Regions from separate parts of the Mus musculus genome. Here region 2 is linked to region 1. Evidence: chromatin contacts called from public HiChIP or PLAC-seq data. All regions are on one chromosome and are shown on one strand. Each heading gives the region's core, a stretch centred on a gene start, on an enhancer-like site or on the middle of the called end of the contact. The rest is flanking DNA. Distances are from core to core; before and after follow the strand shown.

Region 1 (7,529 bases), core at 3,527-6,026:
GTTTTATCTATACCACCAGCAAATGAGATAAATAAATCTGGAGGCCCGAATTCACCTACCCCCACCCCCTTGCTTTCCCAGAGGTGGACTGTGATGCTGAGGACTCCCCCCCTCCCCCCCCCCCCCCCGTTAAGAATACGATGAAATCTTGACAGGTCATCATTTCACAGTCACTGGGAAAGGTCTTTGCAATACAGAAAGAATGAGGTAGGCATCAGAGCCCAGAGGAAGGTAGAATCGAAAATACCACCAAAGCTTCCAGATAAAAGGTGAGGCAGATGAACAGGGGATGTCATTTCATCAAGCAACCAATAAGAAGTGAGAATTTGTGTGTTTGTTTGTTTGTTTGTTTGTTTGTTTTAAATGGGGTGAGCAGATAAGATGATGTCAATGCCAGACTATGAGCAATCTTAAAAGCACCCATCTGCCGCGCTACTGTGTTGCCACTGCCTTTGGCTAACACCATCTTGGTTGTCTGTCCATCACATCTACTCCTTTCATGCCAGTACTGTGGAAAACGAAAAGAAATCAGGTAGTAAAGGAGACACGGGAGACAGCCCACAGCCAGGCTTTGTTGGCAAAGAGTGCGGCTTATCTGTGTCTCCATCAGGCCTGAGGGGAAGAATTCAAGATGACAACTTCAGCAAACATTGGCAACAGTGGGAAGGGGAACCAGAGGAAGGACTTGTGGTGCTGAGGGATGCAGAGATGGAAGGTAAAGACACCACCCTCTTCCCACCTATGCACAGCGGAGAGTGAATTCGGACAGGCAAACCACTAGGTTTTCCTGACTACGAATCTTCTTATTCAGCTACCTCAGACTCAGAGATGCCTTCATGAAAGCCTTTCGGAAACTTCCTCCAAGTGCTTGTTTTTAACCAAAATGTAAAGCCGCGGGCATTTTCCAAAATGCCAATTACCGGACAGTGGTATAGATGTCACCCTTCCATCGCCAGTACCAAAAACAAGGACAAACACACAAGGCACCTCAGAGTTGAAAAATACTTCGCCTGTGGACGCGCAGACGTTCCCTTCCATTTCCCTTCATTACTCATTCACTTAGCAAATATTTATAACAATACAGGAAGGAGGCAAGACTGCTGATTTCCAGCATTTTTATTTTTCTTTCTGAGCTTCTTGTGACTTTCCCCCCTCAGTTAGCCGGAGGCAAGCACATAGCCTTGAGGAAAAGTCGATTTTGGATATTTGTTTTTAATTTCTCAAACAGCCTCTGGAGAATCAAGAGGGAGGGCCTGAGGGGAGTCGGTGATCAATCTCAGGCTATAAAAATAGAATAGGGGAGAGAACAGAGGAGAAAAGCTGAGGCAGGATGGGGACCGCAATGGACTGTAGACAGCTTCAGGCAATGTTGAATACACCTCTGGCATCCCAGATGGGCAATAGTGAGGGGGGGAAAAAAAACGGTTGCAATGCTCTTTGTGAAGCTGAAGAGTGAGGGACCCTACTGGGTGTGATCTTGGTACTCCTCTGAACTTTCTGTCCTTCTGTCCGTTTCTACACTTGAGATGACATGCGTGAACCGCTCCCCGTTGTCTTTGCACAGTCCCCAAACAAGCGTTGAGTCCTCAAAACACAAAACAGAGCTGTGCATACCCAGGCAGCAGGAGTATGGTTGAAAAAGTCAGGTCAGGGGGACCACTCTACAAAGGCAGGTCCAGAATCTTTCACCCAGGCCCGAGGGTGGAAATATGTCCCATTCAGTGCCAACAGAGCCTGGCTGTAGGATGTCTTATGTATTCCTTTGCTCCCCGATTCTTCCATTCACCAGTCTTAGGGGCCATCATTTTCTCCGTGTACTCTGAGGACTCAAAACACTGCTGTACCTGGGGAGGTGGGGGGGGGGAGGTATACAGAAATCGAATAAGCAGAGGCCACCAGGGTGAGCACTGTGTACTGTATCCACAATGAAACAAAAGACTGTCTCCCAAAGCTGAGCTGTCCCTAAGCTGAGTCTGAAAGTAGTCACAGCAGTTGGCTATGGGATGGAGTGTGTTAGCCTCCTAACATAAGCCGTATAAAACTACCACTAATTTAGAGACTTAAACAACAAAACCTGTGGCTAGGGAGATGACTCCATCCATAAAAGACCTGCCACGAAGAAAACACAAGAATCTGAGTTCAGATTCCCTGGCACCCAGAAAATACGTGGCCAGACTATGTAATTTGCATCATTGGGCAGGTAGAGATAGGCAGAGCTTTACAGCTCATTGGCCGGCCACCTAGCTGAACTGTTGAACTCCAGGTTCAGTGAGAAGCCCTGTCTCAAACAATAAGGTGCAGAGCAATTTAGGCTGACCAACAGTAACCTCTGGCCTCACATTCATACATATGCACAAAACACATCAAGTGCACACTGAACACACAGAAACAAAACCAACAACAGCAACCACAAAGTCTTTATAGTAACTAAAGCAAAAAGGCTGGAATGGTTTTACTATGATAAAGGTGTGGGGCAAAGCTGCATTCTTTACAGAAACTATAAAAGAAAGTCAAATACTTGTGGTTCCCTGCTGGTAATGACATCACTTCCGGATACCTGCTGGCAATGACATTACTTCTGCCCCTGTACCTATCATAGTACCCCCTTCACTAACTCACGTCCTTGGTCCTATAAGGACCACTGTGGTTACATTGATTCTGTGGACAATCCCAGAAACTTCAGGTCTCCACATTCAGAAAACAGTAGAGTATAGATGGAAACCAGTAGTCTCTTTCCTATTTATACATCATATTCACAGATTCCGGGTCAAGACAGGGGTAGGCCCTACTGTGCCTTCACAGAAAAGTTCCAGAAGAGACAATTGGCCGGAGCAAAAAATCAGAAATCAAGGACTATGAACTAAAACATAAGTTGATAAAACTAAACCCAAAGGCATGATAGCAGATGTGATGGCTAATCTTTGATGTCAACTTGGCTACATTTAGAGTCAACTAAAACCCTATTCTGCACAAGCCATTGAAGAGTTTTCATAATGAGATTATTTAATATGAGAAAACACACACTAAGCCTGTGTTACATCTCCTTGTCTTCATAATGGGACATGGAAAACAGAAGTCTTTGCTCTTGTGTGTCTGCCCTCATTGTCACTGGCAAGTTTCTCTCCCCTGTTGCTGAAGCCAGATTCTAACACAGACTACAGACCAGCAGTTCTCCAGGAAGCTTACCAGACTCCAGAGCCAGGTTGGGAAGGCTGAGACATCCAGCCTCATGAGCCTAACAACTCCTGCATTCTCAACCTTTCTGTCTGGAGATAAACATTGTTGGAGTCCCCGACCATAGCCTATAAGCCAGACTAATAAATCCCATGTATAACTCTCCTCCCCCTCCCTCTCCCTCTCCCTCTCCCCCTCCCCCTCCCCCTCCCCCTCCCCCTCCCCCTCCTCCTTCTTCTTCTTCTTCTTCCTATAGGGAACCCTAATACTTCAGGACTAGTGTGAGAGGATTCAGAAGGAAGATCGGAAAGGAAAGGAAAGGAAAGGAAAGGAAAGGAAAGGAAAGGAAAGGAAAGGAAAGGAAAGGAAAGGAAAGGAAAGGAAAGGAAAGGACAATTAGAGGAGGAGGGGAAGATCCAAAAGTAGGCTTGATGTCTGGAAGTTCTTCATATCATCTGTCAATACACAGAGAGATCTACTCTGAAAGAGACACTAATTAGAGCACTAGACAGGTTGTCTTGGACAGAAGATGTCATGTAGCCTACGCCATCAACCATGGCCAGTGCTGGAGAAATACTGGCATGAGCACAGCCATGTTAGAAGAGATGGAAAATATGATAGCCCGATTCCTGGCTCCCCATTTACTAATGCTCAGCTAGTTAATTTCTAACTCAACACGGTGGCAACAACAAATATTAAACTACAGCCTCCCCATTGCCCGATCCCCAGTAGAGATAAAACACTGCTTGCTGACAAGCCAGATTCTATCCACCTCTTCCACAGGGGCAGCACAATAGAATTGATAGAAGAGGTTCAATATTATAGTCCTGCACCAGAGAATGGTTTTCCTCTTCAGGAGATAGTGCCATACCAGATGCTCAGTGTTGGTTTCTGTTGTGGATGGAAACTCTTCTTGCCTGGAATTCGAATGGAGGGTGAAAACAGACAGCGGGTTTCTCTCTTCTCTGTAAGTTACTGCTCAGTTCCTATGGGTTTTCTGAGCCAAGGACCTATCTAATGAAGAAATGAGTCATTTTCTTAGGAACCCAATTTCTCTAAAAGACAAAGCAAAAGACAAGGCCAGTGGGTATAACCTGAGATGAGCATGGAGACCCTTAGGATAAAAGGTTTGAAGGTAGAACCTCCCATCGGATATGTACCAAGTGAGGTAGGCCTCCGGGGCAGAGGGTTCAGGATGGATGGAAACAGGGGAGGTAATGAATGCCAGTTGATTCTCTGAGACCAAAGACTATGAGCAGACCTGTAACTCACCCTTCAGACATCACTTTAGCAATTGGAATTCTAGGGGACTCATTCCCAAAGGTTTAAATTTAATATATAAGAGAAGTGGATTTGAGCAGCACCTTCTTTCAAAACTATTGAATGTGTTGTCTGCTGGCAGGCCCACAGCAAAGTCCTTCCCCAAGGACTGCCCTCAGTTGCAAGAACCAGGTTTGTCCAAAGTTACACCCAAATTAAATCACCAGTCACCGGAGGAAAAATAAATAAATAAATCACACATGAGCTCCTTGCTGCCTTTCAAGACACCTCAGAAGAGCCATTCCCATTGGAGGGCACCACAGAGACTGGCCGAAGACTCTGTTGCAACCATACTTTTGTTCATTTTCTCCCAGCATACAGCCTGAGTCACCACCCCCCGCCCCCACCCATTAAAAGTGTCATTCCTAACCTCACTCCCAATAAACAGGCTGTGCACAAATCAAGTTCCAAGGTTTGCTTCCCATGGAATCTAAATTATATTTGGCTTCTTTTACAGTTTTGGCATGATTTAATCTATTATAAAGCTTTCTGTACATTTATAGCATGGAATAAATAAATGTCCCAATTGCATAAGCTGGAATACTTCATACACTTGGTATTATAAACAAGACCAAGTCACTGAGCCTTGTGGTTATCATTTTTAGGTAAGTCTGAAGCTAGTTAAGTGCCAACAAAACACAATGCACATATAAGAACTCCAAATAACAAGATATATTCTGTCTAGCTCACAACCTAAAGTATTTCAGAAAAAGCTTATTTTCTGCATGCCGTACACTTCTGAACATTTTCCAGGCTAGGATTAATTTTCATTTTTGTTTGCCACTCTGTATGTATATGTTGGATTTGATCCGCACACAGCAGCTCCAATTGCAAAGAGGAAACTTTTGCTCTATGATTTTATACTTCTATGTTATACATTTTTAAAAAATACATCTTTAAAATGTGTTTCACTGTATGCTTCTCTATTGCTATCGAATGATGCTTCGGACTGAACTGTAGTGGATGGTGTCTCTGGTTAAAGATAAGAATTCAGAGGCCAGATGTGTTTTGCTAGTGTTAACCTGAGAGGTGATTCTAGGTCACTCTAACCTGAATGTCTTCAGTTTCTCACGTTTTCAAAAGTGACGTACGCCAGCAGTTTTACATCACCAGGGTCCTTGATCTTGTTTTTATGGCTACTGCAGTCTCTGTTGAAGTGTGTCATAGGCTTTTCTCAAAGATGTCACCCTCAAAATGCGAATCTTGACTTTCTGTCCCCTCTGCCAATGGCGATTTTTATCCTGTATTAGACATTAATGTTGCCATTTACTTTATCAATCAAGTCGAACTTGTATTTGATTCATTGTTTCTCCACTCCCAAAATAATCCATCACCAGGGTCTGTCACCTGTCTCCAAATGTCTCCAAACAGCCATTGCTATCCATCATCACCGTCCATATCCTTGCTGAGCTCCATCTGTTATGTCCCACCATGACCTCTTAGATGGCCTTTCCCACCTCCATTCCAGCCCCTTTTAGGACACATAACAGTCAGAGATCAAGAAATGTTTTAATGTAAAGCAAAACCCATTAGAATTCCACTTAGTTCCTAATGCTTCCTATTGATCATGCAATGAAATAAAGGCTCCTCATCATAGCTCACAGGCTCCTTTCTCTGTCCTTCCTCCTCCCGGGCTCATGTCACATCATATCACATCGTTTTCACTCTCCAACATCAGACACTTTGTCTTCAGTTGCCATTGTAGTTTTTGATCAAATGTGCCAGTTTCCTTTCTATCCCGAAACACCTGCTCTGTTCCTTCAGTCTAAAAGGTTCTGGCCCACTGCTTCCTGTCACCTGCTAATGCAATCAATAAGGTCTTAGCTCAACTCTCATCTCCAAGAGGTTTCCCTGATCAGCATCAAAATAGACTGTGGTACTCTTCTTCCCAGGAATATATTCATTGATTATCCTATTTAGTTCCTGTACACTGCTTACTGTAATTTATCCTAATTCATTGACTACTTTCTCTTCGTGGTACATAAAAACAGGACCTTGTCTGGCTTCTTACTGTTGACATATTAATATTTTACTGTACCTATACTGTGCTTAGTGCTCAGTAGAGATCTATTAAATGAATACAGCAAAAGTTACAGATAAAGTAATATAGATATAAAATGTCAAATGAATATGTTTATGGTATAGCAAATATAATACATATGCATAATATAAATATACAGACATGTCTGTAGTTTTATTGCTTCATGCAAACACTACAAAGTACATAGAATGGGATTTATATCGAACACAGTGTGTATTAAAGATGAAACAGTACTCCATAGCTCCAGCTATTAAGCAAACACACATCAAAACTACAATGGGAACTCACTTTACACTTGATTGAATGGATATTATCCAGAAGACAAAAGACAACAATCACTAGTAAGGACAAGGCTAAAAGGAACCTTGTACAATGTTGATGAGAATGTATTTGTACAGCTATTGTGTAAAACGGTAGGTAAAATGTCTCAAAAACAAAAAGCGAAACTACCATATCATCCTGCAGTCATACAACTTTCTTTTTTGAGGCAAGATCTCATGTATTTCAGGCTGGTCTCAAATTCTCTATGTAGCCAAAGATGGCCTTTGCCTTCTAATCCTTTTGACTTTATGTCTTGATACATACTAAAAGAAATGGAAGCAATATCTCAGAGTTATTTTCAATCCATTGTACATTGTAGCATCTGGAACTGTGGCTAATAGATTAATATGTCTGTGGATAGATATCTAAGGAAATATGAGACATAACACACATATGAACACATGTACACACCACACACACAAACACACACATGCTGTAGTCATAGTTGGCCTTTTAAAAGAAGGAAATTCATGACTCATTGATCATATGGTGACAAGCAGAACTACCTTCCAGAGGAAGGAAATTCCATCATTTACAGCATCATGAATGAACCTGAAACATTGTGCTATGCACAGCAGGCCAAACAAATACTGCCTGTTCTCATTAATATGTGGAATCTAGAAATGCTTCAGTCACAGAAACAGAAAGTACAGCAGAGATTGCCATGTAAGAG
Region 2 (7,529 bases), core at 2,707-5,206, 150 kb after region 1:
TTCCTAGCATAAAAACTGGGCATCTAAGCAAGACAAAAAAAGGTTAACTATAGTTTTTAGACTATTAAAAGTTTTAGACACCACTTTGTTATTCATTGATACTCATCAATAAACCCCCATTGATCACTAGAGTATCTTAATGTAGCCTCTTGTGCTATAAAGCCTATGTGTTCCAGCTTCAAAGACCCATTTATTGCACAGGTGTAATTTGCCCACTTATCCCTGCTGAGATAATACTCCCGTTTAATTGCCCATAGAGCAACTGGAAAAATCTAATGCTGGTGGTTTGTATTAACGGTCTGTGTACCTGCACAGAGAGGAAAGATGAAGACCGTTCAACTTATAAACTACAAGGATTAGAACGAGGCATTTTCTCAACAAATCACAAATTAGCCAATATGTCTAGATTTTGAAAAATGGAAAAAATAATATTTGGATACTCGAGGGAATCTCAATTGTCTTATTTTATTGTCTTGTTGTTTGATATGGAGGGCAAATAGTCTCCATCTGTATTTATGAGTACCAATCTCTTATATATAAAGAATAAAAAGTAATGAATGGATAAGCCAATCATGAAGAAAACAACTGTAATAGAAATTCCTGTTAGTCCTCATTCAGAGGCAAGAAATACTTTGCATACACCCAAAAAAATCCATGACCACAAACACATGCAAACACACTTAAAAAAAAAAGAATATTGTACTAAAAAAATCTTACTACTTCAAATAAGTAGAAATAAATCCTTGCCTGTTTTCTTCACTTTTAAAAATTTGTATGAATGTTTGTTATCATAAGTCATAATCTGTATAATACGTTAAACAAATCTTAATTTGATATAATTTTCTTTTAAAAATACTATGTTCTTTCATCTTTATTTATCATATATATACATATATATATATAATATACACACACATATATATATATAATATACACATGGTTGTATAGGTGAGGATGACTTGAACTTCTGGCTTCTTGCCTCCACCTCTCAAGTGCCTGAATTATGGCTGTACATCACACCTGGCTTATGAAGTGTTAGGAATCTAAGCAAGGCTTGTATATGCTGGGTTGGCAATCTACCTACTGAGCTAAACTGCCAGCCTGAGGTATTTATTTTTAATTGATAATATATAATTAGACTGGATATTGTGATCTATAATATATATTTAACAGTACCCCTGGGGCACAGCCGTATTTTCAATTGAGTTCTAGATGTGACAGGATGTTCAGAAAGAAACAGCTCAGATCTGGAGAGATAGCTCCATGATTAAGAGCATCCACTGCTCTTGCAGAGAATATAGATACAGTCCCTGGCACCCACATAATGACTCACAACCATCTGTAACTCTAGTCCCAGAGTATTGGATACCCTTCTGACCTCTGGGCACCAGCCCCACATGTGATACATAAACATACGCACAGGCAAAACACTCATAGAAATAAAACAGATCATTTAAAAAATGTAAAGGATACAAAAGCCATTGCTCTCTTCATCTAAAAACATGCCGATATTTGGTAAACTAGACAATGTCATGACTAATATAACAAATATTATATTCACTTGAACCTGTGATTTTAAATTACCTTGTTCTAAATATAGCTTAAGACATCTGAGCCTGCTGTATGTGAAACTCTTTCTTCTGTGCCATATGTATGTCATTTTACATGGAAATAGGTTTCTAGAAAGTGAGTACCAGACAGCATACGTACAGAAACAAATAAAAAGCTATTTATAGGTAATTGACTTCATGAGTTTCAAAGTTATTGAGTAGGTGATTTTTAAGTGGCACTCTCCATGTTGCTGGCCAAGTTTCTGCTTTTGAAATTTTCAATACCTTGTGGTCTCAATTTAAAACCAGCCAGCATGCACAAACTTAAGCAGTTCCAGAGGTGAGAAAGGCAGATCCAGCCAGCTTCAGGTAGATGAAATGGGGAAGGTATGATTGACATACTTGTTGATATGATTCCGCAGTGCTCAAGGCCATCTGAGGCTAAGGGCCACAAGTGAGCTCAGCAGAGACCTAACCTGGCTAATTGTCTCCCCTGATTGTGATGGGTTTGATTAGAATAATCAGCTCTCAGCAGCCCTCAGGCAAAGATGCCAATGGTGGTGGGGGAAGAGCGGAGAGATGCAAGGTCACCGATAACCCACTCTTAAAACATTCATGTTACCAATAGGAACAAAAGCGAATTATCCTCCTTATAATCAGCATGGACATCCTCCTTCTGTTACTTTTCAGTTGTGTTTATGCAACGTAAATAAAGCAAATACTAATACTCAGGTTCTCTAAAAGTAAAAACATATCTGTTCACCGTCGCTGGAAAACAAAAAACTGTGATTCACTTCTGAGCAGTTATTTTAAAGTACATTATACTAAAAAACACAATACATTGTTTAATGGCTGCTAAATAAGCCTGTTCTACCTTCTTTCCATCAAAATGTCAGAGAAAGTATGTTAAACTCATATCTCTATTTTTGGAATAAAAAATTAAACATCCAGTTATCCATAGTGCTGCGTTAAAACCAGCGAAGTTCAATGTCCAAGGCCTGACTTAGGATGCTGTCTTTACCTCTGGGTTGAAATGACTTTCATATCTCAGGAGCTTGAACTAAGAATCTTTTATTTTACTATTCCCATGTGATAATGTTTAAGCTCTAAGATTTATATGTTCCAGAATTCTTTGTCTCTCAAAGGTGAAAATTTGGGAGAAAAGATTCCAACATGCAAAACACACACAAAAAAAGGGTAATATTTTACTCCTCCAAATAATATTAACTACATCCTTCTTTGTTTATATATTCGCTGTGTTTAGTTCATTACAGACAGTTGGGCTTTGGGGCTAGGATAAGAAAGAATCTGTCGGAGTGAGAATAATTTCATCAATGTTTCATAAATTTAATATCTGCTTCTTAAACTGTCTTCCTAACGTGACTTAAGAATCAGACCAGCAGAGCAAGGGACTGGAGTACTGGGGCTGAAGAGTTCAGACTCAGGTCCAGGAACAGAGATGCGTTCTATCCACAGAGAAGTGTTTAAAGCATTCGATAACATTAAACACAGATTTCCATCTACCTGCCAGGCTGCACAGAATCTCCAGCCTCAGATGGTGCCTCCAAATGTAGCTGTCCGTCAGTTAATGTCAAAACCTAATGTCTTTTCCATGGCCTTACACATCTGGTCCCTGTCAGTGTCAAGGATACTTGTTGGATGTGGTGTCAAGGCCGGCGAGATGATTTATATGCACAGACCCAAAGATCTCAAGGCTCATTCAAGGGGATGCATTTCATCTGGTAGACTTGACATCAACAAATGATTGACTGAAATTAAACAAAACTTTACATCCTGAAATCTGAGCGTTTGCTTCTCTGATGCTCACTCAGACAGGAATATGGTTAGTTAGTTCAGGAATTCACAGAAGATCCGTGTCAACAGTCTATTAATAAGAGGGGGAAGGGGTAGGGGGACGGCACATGAAACACCTCCATGTTTTGACCTCTGACCTCTTTAAGCTGGCACATTTTTAAAATTCTTTGTGGGATCAAGAGTGACTCACCAGCCACACTGGGGATAGAAGTATGGATATTTGGTATTCAAATGTGCCCAGAGTTTTCTTTGAAAATCATTAGCCGAGAAAGACTGCCTGAGTCTTGAAAAGGGTGTTTTTATGTTTATTTTCAAATAAATTCTCTAAGTATTTGTTTGATTGGAATGGAAAATTCTTCACTCTGTCTTTAATGTCTCTTCTGTCACTCTAGGAAAACAGAGTCTTGTCATAAAGCAGGCCAATGTTTGTTTCTTGGACGTTAAGGTCGTTGTTGGGAGTTGGTAATGGATAATTCTCTTTACTCGGAGTGAATGACTCTTTTTTATCACAAAGCATGTGATGATAAGAAAAAACTAACTTTGGTCCAGTCAGCATGAGTGTATATGTTCCGATAACTTTAATGCTCAGATTCCCTGTCTGGGTGTAGCTACACCAGCTCTGGAATGCTTCCCGCAAAGAAAGAGTCTTACTCTATTAGGAAATGCTTCCTGTTTATCTGCTATCTGATTAACATACTTTTAGCTTTGACTGACATAATGCAATGTCAAAGATATTAACTCCTCTGACTTGGAGGCCTTAATTGAAAACGATTTAACAGGGAGGGCTAAGGAAGGGTTGTGTAGGTACCATGCTCATCAAGCTAAAGTTAATTTAACCTAAATGAATAAGGGTATCGTGCATATTTTTTCCCAGCGTGCTCCGAGCCATTTCTGCACCCCTGTCTGTGAGCATGCAGAAACTTGCTTAAGCACTGAAGAAAGAAACTGATGTTAAGTAATGATTGTTCAGTAATGTCCGGGCAGTGCACATTAGTTCTCGAAGAAGCCAGCTGCTTGTGTTCCATCATCAATCCAAGCAGGCTTGTTGTAACATGTGAAACCTCAGTTACACTGCTTTCCGTCTAGATAAAGGTGTCAAAGGTGGCTCCTGTAGCCACCAGCACAAGAGCAGCATCCTTGCAGATCTTGCAAGCCTCTGGAGAACTGAAAAGCATCCTATTTTAAGAAAAGATGTTGGAATTCAAGGGCTGCTGCAACTATGTTACTCGTTGGGGTGTTATGTCCCGTAGTAGAACAAACCACATTCATCCCAACAGAAGGACTTTGTCTCGTTGTTGCTTGGTGGGGAGTGGATCTGGGAGTAAGGGAAAACTCATCTCCTGTCCAAAGTGATTTTTCTGGTGTGATGTGCCTCTCTCTGTCCAAGATGGCCATGCAAGAATTTTGGAGAAATTCCTACAAGGATAAATACTGCTAATCTATGCAGAAGACATCGCAAGGATTTATATGACCCCGACGTTCCCTCTGACTCAGAGCAGTTGCTCAGCTCTGGTACACCGTGTGTCCCATGCTCCCTGTGGATTTCTAGGCTGAAAGACCCTTCTGAAGGTCAAACTTTATGTGATTTTTTTTTCCTGTTTATAGGCAGGCCCCACAGACAGCAAAAGATCCAATGTTCTCAGTGCCCCACTCAACAGCTGAACCCTTTAACAGGCTTAATACGTAAGAACCTGACATGTCAAAAGCTGCTGAAAGAAACACAACGTTCACGGCTTTCTTCTCCATCACCGATTTGTCATTGCCAGTTGATAGAACACCTCTCCTGCCCAAAAGGAGGTAGGAGAGAGTTCAAGTCTTCAGGGAAAAACAAACAAACAAACAAACAAACAAACAAATGGGACTGGGGAGATCACTCAGTGGTTTATGACACTGGCTGTTCTTGCAGAGGACCCAGGTTCAATTCCCAGCACCCACATGATGGCTCACAGCTGTCTGTATCTCCAGTTTTAGGACCTGATGCCTTCTTCTGGCCTCTGTGAGCCCCAGGAATACATATGATATAAGATATATTATAGTGACTTATTACAATGTGTTCCCTTTGTATCCTTTAGTATGGAATGGGAACTGTTATTCCCATTTTTTTGCAGGTGAAGTAATTGAGAAGAAAAATTCTGAAATTTGTTCTCATTAACTTTTTTCTTTCTTTCTATTAGTCCAGTGTTTCTCAGCTTATGGGTTGGGACCCACACAGGGTTCCCACATCAAATATCCTGCATATTAGATATTTGTATTATACTGCTTGAGAAACTGTACATTAGGTCACAGCATTAGGAAGGGTGAGAACCACTGTTCTAGTCACATGATGTTCTATATAAATAAATGACATTGCTTTGGATATATTGTATTTATCATTATAATTAGCTGCCAGGAGGCTAAGACCTAAACTTAATGATCAATGAGGGTAAGTTATTTTTATTATGTTTGTCTCCCTCATACCTTACGTTTTTTATAGTTAGCATTTCAGTGCTATTTTTAGTGAATAACTTGACTGATTATTCAAAAGCCTTTGCTGAGTTTTAACTGTGGGTCAGGCATCATGCAGGATAGTCAGGAAGTCATGACAAACAGGGTATAATTCTTGTGTCCACATATCGGCCCCATCATAGGGGCAGGAAGAACCATGGAATTCTAATCACATTTTGAGGTATGAAAGTTGTGCCCTGATTATATAGCCTTGGAGATAAGGAAAGATTTGCTGGAGTCAGAATTTGCACGGGAGTTATCTTTCTTCAATTTTAGACAGAAGTTAGTGGAGGCATTCTAGGTGGGTGGATAGCAAGACAGAAGTAAAGGCAGAGATGAGAGTCCAAGTGCCTACAGAGTGGATTACTGAAGTGTTCTGAGATGTATTGGAAGTCTCAGCTCTAATGGAACACTTTGTATGATGGTGATTGTGTTATGTAGAAATGAGTGCTAGAAAACCTTAATATGGATCCGTATCATGAATTATTTGCAAAGATTTAAGGAGACACTAAGCCTAGAATCCCCTCTACTTCACAGATTAACTTAAAACACTTTTTGAAGTGATCGAGTCGCTCTATGGAAGAACGAGCGTTTTAGGAGGCAGCTTTCTACTGCCTTACCTTTTATGCAATAGAAATTTTAATCACCCATCATAGTATCAAGGGAAAGCCAGGATAATTTAGTCTTTCTTTGTAAACTTCCAAGTTTTGCTGATATTTTAATGAATGCATTCAAGATCTTTCTCTTTTCCATTTGATTCTCTACAAAGGATCTCTAAGTATAATTCTTGAATTTTTTTTTTATGTTGACAGTGAAATATGCTGTTTCACAAATGCATGCCTGACAATTCTTTGTTGTTTGACCTAAGAAATATTTCTCCTTTCATATTACTTTGAAATTAAGAAAGTTTTATTTTAAGATAACAGAACTTTTTTTTGCTTGGGATACAGAAAGAAAAAAAGGAGAGAGAGAGAGAGAGAGAGAGAGAGAGAGAGGAAGGAGGGAGGGAGGGAGGGAGGAAGGAAGGGAGGGGAGTAATTGAGGTTAAAGTAGAGGGTCTTAAAGATCATTTATCATACACCGATGTCACAAAGCTGAAAAACTGGCACTTAACAGGTTGGACTCCCAAAAGATTCCCAGATTCAAATATGGCAGCTCTTAGAGAAGACTGTATTCCTGAATCCCAGGACAGAGTTAAGAACGTTACCTCCATGGTCACTATGAATGAGAAGGCTGAAGATCTGGGAGCTGGTATTTCCTTCCTCCAGAAAATCATCGGTACAGAGAGTGGAGGGAGAGTGATCAGTCCAGAGCTGTCTAGTAGTGGCACCAAGAGCAGAAACCTCAGCCCCAACTACAGAGGGTCTGTTAATACCAATCCCCCAGTGGGTCCCACACTGCCTGCTGTCCCCCTGAGAAAGTGTCACAGGAAATCGGAGCCTCTCCAGAGCTTGCCTACTTATTGGTCACAATCGTCTGAGGTTTCTAAAAGCTTGCCATGTTCAGGCACTTGGGTGCAGTTTGAACTTTCCTGGCTTCTACAGGTATCTAGAACGAGCACAGTCTACTCTATTACAGGAGGACTAGCACCAACTAGTAATTACATTAGGGAATGATCTGCCCTAAAAAAATCAAGAAGTACAGATTAATTAACAATCTGCAGAAAGTTAAAAGCTAAAT

What was found. HiChIP or PLAC-seq counts read pairs in DNA pulled down with a chosen protein or histone mark.
Region 2: a contact with region 1 is called in a CTCF HiChIP or PLAC-seq map of the NIH/3T3 cell line, with 8 read pairs. The contact joins two enhancer-like sites. A contact is called at or near these places in 1 of 15 datasets of contacts at CTCF or cohesin (the NIH/3T3 cell line) and 2 of 484 Hi-C or Micro-C datasets (adipose-derived mesenchymal stem cells and nephron progenitors).

What each region holds. Positions count from the first base shown.
Region 1 is chr17:62,520,280-62,527,808 of GRCm38.p6, forward strand. No RefSeq gene overlaps it. Among named protein-coding and RNA genes, the nearest start is that of Gm25800, 67 kb to the left of the region's middle. Within about 2 kb of position 4,777, at least 5 of the 459 cell types and tissues checked have an H3K27ac peak or open chromatin away from gene starts, as enhancers often do. A contact at or near this core is called in the NIH/3T3 cell line, where this site is marked.
Region 2 is chr17:62,672,640-62,680,168 of GRCm38.p6, forward strand. All of the region lies in intron 1 of Efna5 (ephrin A5), which reads right to left. Among named protein-coding and RNA genes, the nearest start is that of Gm52303, 100 kb to the right of the region's middle. Within about 2 kb of position 3,957, at least 28 of the 459 cell types and tissues checked have an H3K27ac peak or open chromatin away from gene starts, as enhancers often do. A contact at or near this core is called in the NIH/3T3 cell line, where this site is marked.